3 separate regions of the Danio rerio genome follow, and regions 1 and 2 are each linked to region 3. Evidence: chromatin contacts called from public HiCAR-type and HiChIP or PLAC-seq data. All regions are on one chromosome and are shown on one strand. Each heading gives the region's core, a stretch centred on a gene start, on an enhancer-like site or on the middle of the called end of the contact. The rest is flanking DNA. Distances are from core to core; before and after follow the strand shown. Region 1 holds the start of ppm1bb (protein phosphatase, Mg2+/Mn2+ dependent, 1Bb). Region 2 has its middle 21 kb from the start of ppm1bb. Region 3 holds the start of six2b (SIX homeobox 2b).

The links. HiCAR-type assays count read pairs that join an accessible place to other places. HiChIP or PLAC-seq counts read pairs in DNA pulled down with a chosen protein or histone mark.
Region 1: a contact with region 3 is called in an H3K4me3 HiChIP or PLAC-seq map of embryo, with 5 times the contacts expected there. The contact joins the promoter of ppm1bb here to the promoter of six2b in region 3. A contact is called at or near these places in 1 of 18 Hi-C or Micro-C datasets (hematopoietic stem cells) and 1 of 4 datasets of contacts at active chromatin or transcription factors (embryo).
Region 2: a HiCAR-type map of caudal fin shows a contact between it and region 3, with 6 times the contacts expected there. The contact joins the enhancer-like site here to the promoter of six2b in region 3. A contact is called at or near these places in 6 of 18 Hi-C or Micro-C datasets (caudal fin, embryo, hematopoietic stem cells and 2 more) and 1 of 4 datasets of contacts at active chromatin or transcription factors (caudal fin).

What each region holds. Positions count from the first base shown.
Region 1 is chr12:27,219,979-27,222,929 of GRCz12tu, forward strand. ppm1bb (protein phosphatase, Mg2+/Mn2+ dependent, 1Bb) reads left to right here and starts at 1,266. Exons shown (of 6, transcript NM_001007313.1): 1 at 1,266-1,599. LOC103911924 (a long non-coding RNA gene) reads right to left here and starts at 1,055. Exons shown (of 4, transcript XR_663065.5): 1 at 972-1,055.
Region 2 is chr12:27,198,906-27,202,085 of GRCz12tu, forward strand. No RefSeq gene overlaps it. Among named protein-coding and RNA genes, the nearest start is that of ppm1bb, 21 kb to the right of the region's middle. Within about 2 kb of position 1,331, at least 7 of the 62 cell types and tissues checked have an H3K27ac peak or open chromatin away from gene starts, as enhancers often do.
Region 3 is chr12:27,398,641-27,401,748 of GRCz12tu, forward strand. It overlaps six2b (SIX homeobox 2b), which reads right to left and starts at 1,764. Exons shown (of 2, transcript NM_001128734.1): 1 at 1,130-1,764; 2 at 1-311. The coding sequence starts at 1,689. The coding sequence ends at 14.

The DNA of each region.
Region 1 (2,951 bases), core at 16-2,515, 180 kb before region 3:
TAAGTGATGAAGGAATGTGGAAATGAAAATGTTACTGTTTACTACTGAAATCCCAAAGGTCCACCTAAAAAAGACAATGAATCTATTGTGTTCTACTTCCTGATGAAGATTTACTCCTAGCTAAATTTAATTTGCCCATATAATTGCATATAGCTAAGCTTTTGTCTTGCCCTAAACCAAGATGCAACCAGTAGAACTGGTCTAATTGCATCTGAAAGAGCAATTATAAAAATCCCATGATTAAACTAAAAGGTACAGTGTTAGAGTTAAAGTAAAAAAAAGAAACAAATATTTATACAGGATATGAGACATCCCATTTGGTGTCCACATGAAAGTAAATTTATAGAAGTAAATACAGAGAAAGCATATAAAATGTGAGCAATGTATATTTTAACGTTTCAAATAGCTTTTGTAAAAAATAGGGTGAATTAATGTTCCATCGTCATTTAATGTACCAGATTTATTTATGTAAACGTACTTGTAATCTGTAGCCTAATAATTAATCATACTGCATTTTATTATTATAATGTATTTTTATTAACAACTTCTACCTGAGAAACGTTAAGGTTTGAAGGATAACTACTATGTATGAAGAATTAAAATGATAGTTAATATTTTAGAGCTGCACTTTAATATTAGTATAAAACAATGTAGCTAAAATTAAATAAATAAAATACATAAATAATTAGTTCTGACCCCTATCAGTTCAGCTGTTCTGTGTGATGTTAAGGCTTTATATTTCGGATCATAGTTAATGTATACTTCACAATCACTGTATTTTACTTCAATTACATTGTTTTATGCTGTATTTTAAATAATTGTGTTCTTGATAGGTAAAAAATAGTTTAAAATCATTCCTCATACACATGCACACACATAAAACTATAGTATAAGAACTAAATAATGATTATAGAATTAGCAATAATTACAATATAACATCAATATTTCCAACCAACGGTTAAATTACTAACCTAATGGTGTTTTATTGCTGTCATTAAAAATACGTCGCCCCAAACATGACCCTTGTGTCCCCCTCGAGACGGACGCTGCGATGCGTTTTGTGCGTAAAACAAACTACAGTTCAAGCTTCGTGACGGTAAATGACAAACCGAGAGCCAATCAAATCGCGGGATTGGCCATATGTAGCCTTAGCTGTCAGCGAAATAATCCAATTAGCAAACACGCCTTGTAGAGCTTCGGCCAATCATCGAGCCACTTGAAGAAATTATCCCTCCCCTCCATCAAGACGCACAAGACTCTGAACCGAAGGATATCTTGGCCTCCCTACAGAAGCTGATTATTCGGATCTATGTAATGATTTATCCCACACCATGATCACATATTGATACGAGATTTAGACAGATTCAGCCAATAAGTGGACAGATTTGTTCAGGGAACATCAGCGTTGGCGTCAAACATGCGCAAAAATTCACGCTATCAAAGCAGAGAATCGCCGTGAACGGAATGATCGCTTCTCACGTGAAGTCACTCTGATTGTTTGTTTTTAAAGGAAGCGACAGGTATATCGACCCCGAAAACACCCGCAGCCGAGAGTCCGAAGTGGGAACGACCGCTGACATCCGCAGAATATCTGGAAATGTAAGTATGGGGTCGTGTGGGCCTCGGGTTTGCTCGACGAGTGCTCGTGCTAAGCTAACCAGCGCGAGCCTGCGCGTGATTTCATTGCTAAGTACGAGGCTTGTTGTGTAACGAGCGGACTGACACATTAGCGAGGCTCTAACGACATTAGACTGACATTAACGCCCACTTCTCCGTTTTGATATAACAAAGAAACGCTGTTGTTGTTGTTGTTATTGTGTGTGGCTTCGGAGTTTTATTGCTTTTGTTTGTCCCGTAGCGGCGACAGACAAACAAGTGCGCGTCACAAATAATCCCGTCGGCTCGTGCTTACTGTTAGGAAGAATTCAGTACATTATGTAATCACCTCTCCTTCTGTTTCTCTGACATGTTTAAAGCTTTTCCCTCTCACATTTGACGCTTCGTTTGTCCTTTTAACCTACAACTGTGTTGGCTCATGTTAGCCTTTCCATGCATTGTGGTAGCTGCTTACTTTTGCCTTATTGTATTTCAGCTGAGATTCACGCTGAGCTATTGTCGTTGAGGCTGTTGATACATTGCAAGGTTTGCTAAATAGCTAGTATTTGCTGCAATACAAGAAAATGTGATTCATACTTTGTTAAATTCACATCAATTCACTTCACGAGTAGCCAAAGATTGAATGATAGTGGCTATATAGTTGGAGACGTTTATAGATCTCTAACATTGTCTGCCTTCAAGAGTCACTCTTGTTTTGTGGCATTTGCACATTCATTTTATTTCCTGATGCAGATTGTTGGAAAAGCATATAATTTCTGTTGATTTTTTTTTTCATCTCCACACTTTTTTTAACAGTAGAATTAAACCCCACTTGGGGCTACTGTTTATGGGCTTATTGCTGTATTTTAAATTTTTTTAGACAGACATGGTCTTAATTCATTTAAAAGTTTTAGATTTGCTTCTTTTTCAATTTGTATTTAGAAAAGATACATCGTTGATCAAAATTGGCAGTAAAGACAATTGTGATGCTATAGACCAACTCAAACTTTGACACTGAGTTCATCTGCTGAGAGATTAAAGGTCTGATTATAACTGTAGATAAAATGCTTTGGTCATCACTTGTTAAACCGATCGTACAACAGCAGACGTGACGACAGCAGTTAACGCACTTTCTTTATCGTGATTGTACACTGAGTGAAACTTTGACCCAGTCTGCCTTTCAGGGAAAGTGCTGAGCTTGCAGTTCTTTATCTGATGCTGATTGCTAAAGGATGGGTTTGGACAAGTGTGTAAGATGACTGTAAGAAAAGCAGATGAGGGGACCTCTTTGTTTGCTCAGTGGCTTCCTTAAAGTCCGTCCAGTTCTGTGACAGGCACTGAAGCACTGGCAGGAA
Region 2 (3,180 bases), core at 81-2,580, 200 kb before region 3:
GGGAAAACATGATCAACGGAGGGACAGAAATCTCTTCCATTTAATTTAAAAGATCTTCAATTGTGTTCTGGAGAAGAACACAATTCTTTTGGAATGATGATGAAGGTTTTCATTTTAGAGTGAACTAACCCTTTAAACTGAATATATTATATAACAAGACTTTTTTTACTCTAAGCTATTGATTTTTGTCCTTTCTGACACATTTTATGCCAAAAAAGGAGAAGAACATGATCAAATTTAGGCAGGATGCAAAACTGTTTTTCCCATATGAGCATCAAGGTCCAACGTTTCTGAACCTCCTAACTGTAAAAGCCTCATCTGCAGCAATTTCTTCTCCTTCAGGAAAAAAAGACAGACACACACACAGAAACCAGTGGTCGCTCCATGGCAGAGGCCTGCATATATTTGAGTGGAAACATTCACTATAGAGCTTCAAAAAGAGGGAGCAATGAGGAGAACGACTGGCTTAAAGATAAAAGGAGTGACTATGAGAAAACAATGGACCTGTCCAAAGAGCAAACAAACTTTCACCTTCTATTCAGGTTTGGATGATTTCTACCAAATGTCTTTTTTTGTATGTGACCCCAACATGCCGCCTCTCCAGACAAACCCACAATCAGCCTAAAATCAGCCTATATTACAGAGAGGAAAATACAAAGGGAAAAACAACCTGAAACGGACGGACGGACGGACGGACAGACAGACATAGGTATGTGTGTGTGTGTGTGTGTGTGTGTGTGTGTATGTATGCGTGTGAACATATGGATACTTTCTCATATCATATATGGAAGTGTATTTGTGTGTTCCCACCAACTCAAGCGAAGCCTTGGATGAAGATGGGATTATGATTGAGATCATTTGCAGTGTGCGGTTACAGGCAGTGTTTTCCGGTGAGGAGGCACACTCTCTTGCTGTTTCATTTATTATGCAAATGAAGGCTTCTTTCAGAACAATGAGAACGGCCACAGAGGGGGGCATCATCTGGGTCATGCTGGGTTTTAAAGCTCTTGCTTTTGTTTGCTGTTTGGCATAGCCTTTCTCCATCAGAGGGTCATTAAACAGTAAAGTAGGACATACCGGAGCTCCACCGCAGAGGAAGATGAGCGGCCCGCTGGAGCTCTGCCCAGGTGCTTGAGTGGATGGTTAGAGATCATTCAATTAGCACATGGAGAATTTCATGTAAATCAGTGCTGACATTGTCATCGGGAGCCTCTGAGCTGAGAGGGTGACGGTGTGTGTTCCTGACATTCAGGCGCAGATGCTATTAACCCTCAGCCTGTGCTGCTTCAGCTGTGCTCCTGCTAAGAAGTGCCCATCGCTGCATCTCCCCCCCACAAACTGGTCCAGTGAGGCACATTAAACCAGGGTGACAGGTCTGCTGGTCCACAGCCAGGCTAATGGCTACACCGCCTGTGAGCGCAATGCTTTACGCAGAGTGTGTGAAACGCTCAAAACATCCTCCTGTGAGCATCTGAGTCGCCGTCACGCTGAAGTGTTAAAGGGGTAGTTCACATAAAAATATACATTGGCTGTTAATTCACTCACCCTCAGGATATCCAAGAATTTTATTTTTGATTCATTATTCATTTTCCTTCGGCTTAGTCCCTTATTTATCAGGGGTCGCCACCGTTGTCAACTATTCCTGAACCACAACCCAGTACAGGGAAACACCCATACACTCTCACATTTACACACACTTATACATTATGACAAATTTTATTTACACTTTCACCTGTAGCGCATATCTTTACACTGTGGAGGAAACTGGAGCACCAGGAGGAAACCCAAGCGAACATGCAAACCTCACACAGTAATGCCAACTGGCCCAGCCGGGCTTCGAACCATTAACCTTCTTGCTTTTGGTTCGTTGTGATTCATAAAATCACAAAAAAAGTATACTGGGTATAGGGAAAATGAAATTAATACCCCAAACCCTTTTTTTCCTGCATGGGTTAAATCTTATTTTGCTTCCTGTTTCCACATTGTCTCCATGGGTGTTTGTAGGTCTGTGACAGGAGCTGTACAGGGGTCCCTTAGGGCTTGGTTTTTGGCCCTCTGCTTTTTAATGTTTATTTCTGTGATTGCTCGGCCTTCATTACTATTTTTAAGCCACCAAAATCAAAATGTTTAGTATGGGTTGTCATTCAGACTGTATTTCTCAGATTAAGACATGAATGAATGAGCATTTCTTCGATAAGTTAAAACTAAAGACATTCTTATCAGTTGCCACAATCAATTTTATTTTGTGCCCCAGGGCTCAGTTTTGGGCCCTCTGCTTTTTAAATTTTATTTTTTCACTACTTGGTTTTGTGATTGCTTATTATTTTAACAACCACATTTATCATTCATTTATTTTATTTTCGGCTTAGTCCCTTTATTAATCAGGGGCCGCCACACGGAATGAACCACCAACTTATCCAGCACATGTTATACGCTACGGATTCCCTTCCAGCTGCAACCCATCTCTGAGAAACACCCATACACTCTCATTCACAGACATACAGTACGGACAATTTAGCTACTGTAATCCAATTCACCTGTACCGTATGTCTTTGGACTGTGGGAGAAACTGGAGCACCCGGAGGAAACCCATGCGAACACGGGGAGCACATGCAAACTTCACACAGAAATGCCAACTGAGCCAGCCAAGGCTTGAACCAGCAACCTTTTTGCTGTGAGGCGACATCACTACCCCCTGCACCGCCACACCACCCAACCCACATTTTATACATTAAAAAATCTTTGATATCTATTATGATTCCTGAGATTAAGACATGGATGAACGATCATTTCCTCTTCCTATAGTGGCAAAATGGAAGACAAGTCTTTTGTTGTCCCTCAGGTCTCAGTTTTTGGGCCTTTTAGTTTTTCATGTTTCTTTTTCAATATTTGAGTATTTTTTTGTGATTGCTTGACCTTTATTATTTTTACCCAAACGTTACGGTATGCAAATTTATATACATTGAACATTTCCTCTGCCTAAATAGTGGCAAAACTAAAGACATACTCATAAGTTGGCATGATAAAATGCTTAAAGGGCACATATTTTACCCCTTTTTTAACGAGATGTAAGAAAAGCCTTTGGTGTGTTTAGAATGTGTCTGTAAAGTTTCAGCTCAAAATAATAATTTTGGTGTCTGAGTATACTGTTTTTGTAGGCTGTGGCTTTAAATGAAAATA
Region 3 (3,108 bases), core at 514-3,013:
TTTCTTTCATTCCTTATGATCCAAGTTCCACCAGGCTGGCCGTCATGGGGTTGAGAAGGCCGTCGTGCATAGAGAAGTGGTGGTGGCTCTGAGTGTCGCTGATGGAGGCGCTGGGCCCGGGCGGAGGAGCGAAGCTGTGCAGGGGTGGCAGACCTGAACTGGAGGGCATGAGGATCGCTGGACTCATGTTAGTATGATCCGGGGTTCCCGCGGGGGATTTGTCATCATCTGAACTTTCACATAGAGATTTGTTTTCGTTCACGTGAGAGGTCAGGGGGTTGTGACCGTTTGGATTTGCACCCTCGTTTTCCCTGTTGGAGCACATCATTCAAATTCATAAGCATGCGTGCAAAAACAACAAACACAGCTTAAAATTGCAAGTGCAAACAGCTGGGTCATGCATAACTAAATATACCAAATAAAAGACAACTAAATATACCTAATAAAATATATGGTAACTTTTGTTTTTTACCTTTAGGGTGATATCAAAAGTTTGAGCAAATGCTTTTAAACTCTAACAGTCCAATAAGAATTAGCCACTAAACTGCCAAAACTTAAAATACTTACGTTTCCTTGTAAGATCAGGCTGAACAGTCATATGCCTATTAAAGATCTCCGACTGACGGAAATCCTTTCTTTAGCTCCGTTTATACCGATGATTTGCTAAATTTATGTAGTTTTTACAAAGAAAGCTCATAGCTACATTTTTCACGTCGGCTATACAAGATTTCGAAGATATGCAGATGTCATATTAATGTAAATGTTGTTTTTAAATAGTTTTTAAATTTTGTATAATCACCTGAAACAGTTGCCCTAATAATGTCACCAATTATACTAATTTATAAAATGCCATGTCATATCTAAATATTTTATTTTAAATTGAGTTGTTTTCAAAGAGTTTTTCTAATGTACATTTTTAAACCAATACATTTAATAACCTAAATACCATACTGATGTCATCAAATGCGGTTAAAGCGTAATTATTTTGTTATGTATTAAATTGTTTTGTAATTATTAGGCTATTTACCTAAAATACTTATAGCTTTTATAAATGCATGCATTTTTTATGTATAAACATGATAATTTTGGTGAACAGTAAAAAGCGAAAAGCCTCAATAAGTTCTCCTACCTTTCTTTGGCTTCAGCGGCACGATCCCTCTGCCTTCTGTTCTTGAACCAGTTGCTGACCTGAGTCGTGGTGAGACCCGTGGCCTCGGCCAGTTCTCTCTTCTCTCTCGGGGAAGGGTATGGGTTGTGGGTGTACCACTCTTTAAGCACACACCGGCTCTTCTCCTTAAAACAGTAGCTGGTCTCCTCTCCATCCCAAATGCTGCGAGGCAGTGGGAATTTTCTGCGCACGCGGTATTTTCCCACTGCGCCCAAAGGACGACCGCGCAATTTCTCCGCTTCAATATAGTGAGCTTTCAGCCACAGCTGTTGAAGTTTAGGGTGGTTGTGCGGAGAAAACTGGTGGCTCTCTAATACTTTGTAGAGCTCCCTGAAGTTGCCTCGGTGGAAAGCTACTACTGCTTTCGCTTTCAATACGCTCTCGTTTTTGTGAAGGTGCTCACAAGCTGGTAAAGACCACAAAAATCGTCCAAGACGTTCGATACTTCCACCTTGCTGAAGGACCTCGCACACGCAGGCAACCTGCTCTTGGGTAAATCCAAAAGTTGGTGGCATAGACATAGCTAAGTGCAACGATGTCCTGTGCGTATCTTATCCACTCTTAACGTTGGTTTGAAGGCGAAATCCACTTGGGAAACTCATGCAATGATTCTTCCGCAACTAAAGAATTTCAGTTTTTGATATGCATTTCCATGAAAAAGTGCGATTCAAATCATCTTAAAGTAAAAAAAGAGAAAAATCAAGCAAAATAAGCAAAACACTTAAACAAGTTTGCGTAAGTGCTCAGTTACATTAGTTGCAATATCATGACGCGCTAATCATTTCATTTTTACGCGCTCTAGTCGTGCGCAATAGATTCTTTCCTCGACTGTCCTTAGCTATCAGCCCGCCCTCTAGATATCATATCTCTTACAGATTCGCCAGTGTGTAAGCACGGCAAGCGCATCCTCCTGGGGAGTCATACGGGCAAGTGTGGAGAGAAGTTGTGTAGCAGAAACTGACCCTGCCTCTTGGAGATAGAGTGGCACTGGATGTCATACCTCAGGGGAAGGAGTGCGCGCAACACACTCCATAAACAGACACTGTTGTATTACAATACCAAAATAATGGAAATGAATAGCTATTTAGTGAAAGCTTACTACTAAGTAAAGTTTTTGACCCTAAATGAGCTTTTTTATCTTTTTGAAAATACATAGTTTAATTTTACGATCCCTTGTTTGAATGGCAATGCACGGCGACACACGAATAACTAAAAAAAGAAGCATCAAAACAAGCAAAGAAAGGCATAAAGTAAATATGGCACACGTAGAGTAAATGTTTAAATGTCATTTCAAAAGAATCACTTTATTTGTGATGGATGGCGGGCACCGGAGGTTTGCTGGATTGATAGTTGTGACGAGAAGTCTCTGGTGTCGTGTATCTGACGAGTTATTTTGGAATGTAACGCGACTCCAGCGTACTTTTTCATCTGGACATTGTAATTCTAGCATTTGGTTCCAGCGGGACAGAGATATTTTTGCAAATTCGTTTTATGAGGTTCTAATATACTGCATGCCACCTTTACCGAGTCAGGAAAATAATTCGATGCTGGTTTGCATATGACAGCAAAACGTAAATAATCCTTTTTCGATTTCATAGGCCTATACAGCACGTTTATTTTACTTAATAATAATAATAATAATAATAATAAATTACTCTTATTTAGTATTATAATAATAGATAAACCTAATCTAAGATGTTATTTTGGTTTAGCAAATAGCTTTCCATTTTACAATATAGGGCCTATATATATATATATATATATATATATATATATATATATATATATATATATATATATATATATATATATATATATATATATATATATATTTATTTATTTATTTATTTAGATTAGAACTTTTATTGTTTCTAAGAGTGTTCTCAAAAATAAAAAATAACAGAAGTGAAAGAGCTAAGTAATATCTTTATTCATCATAA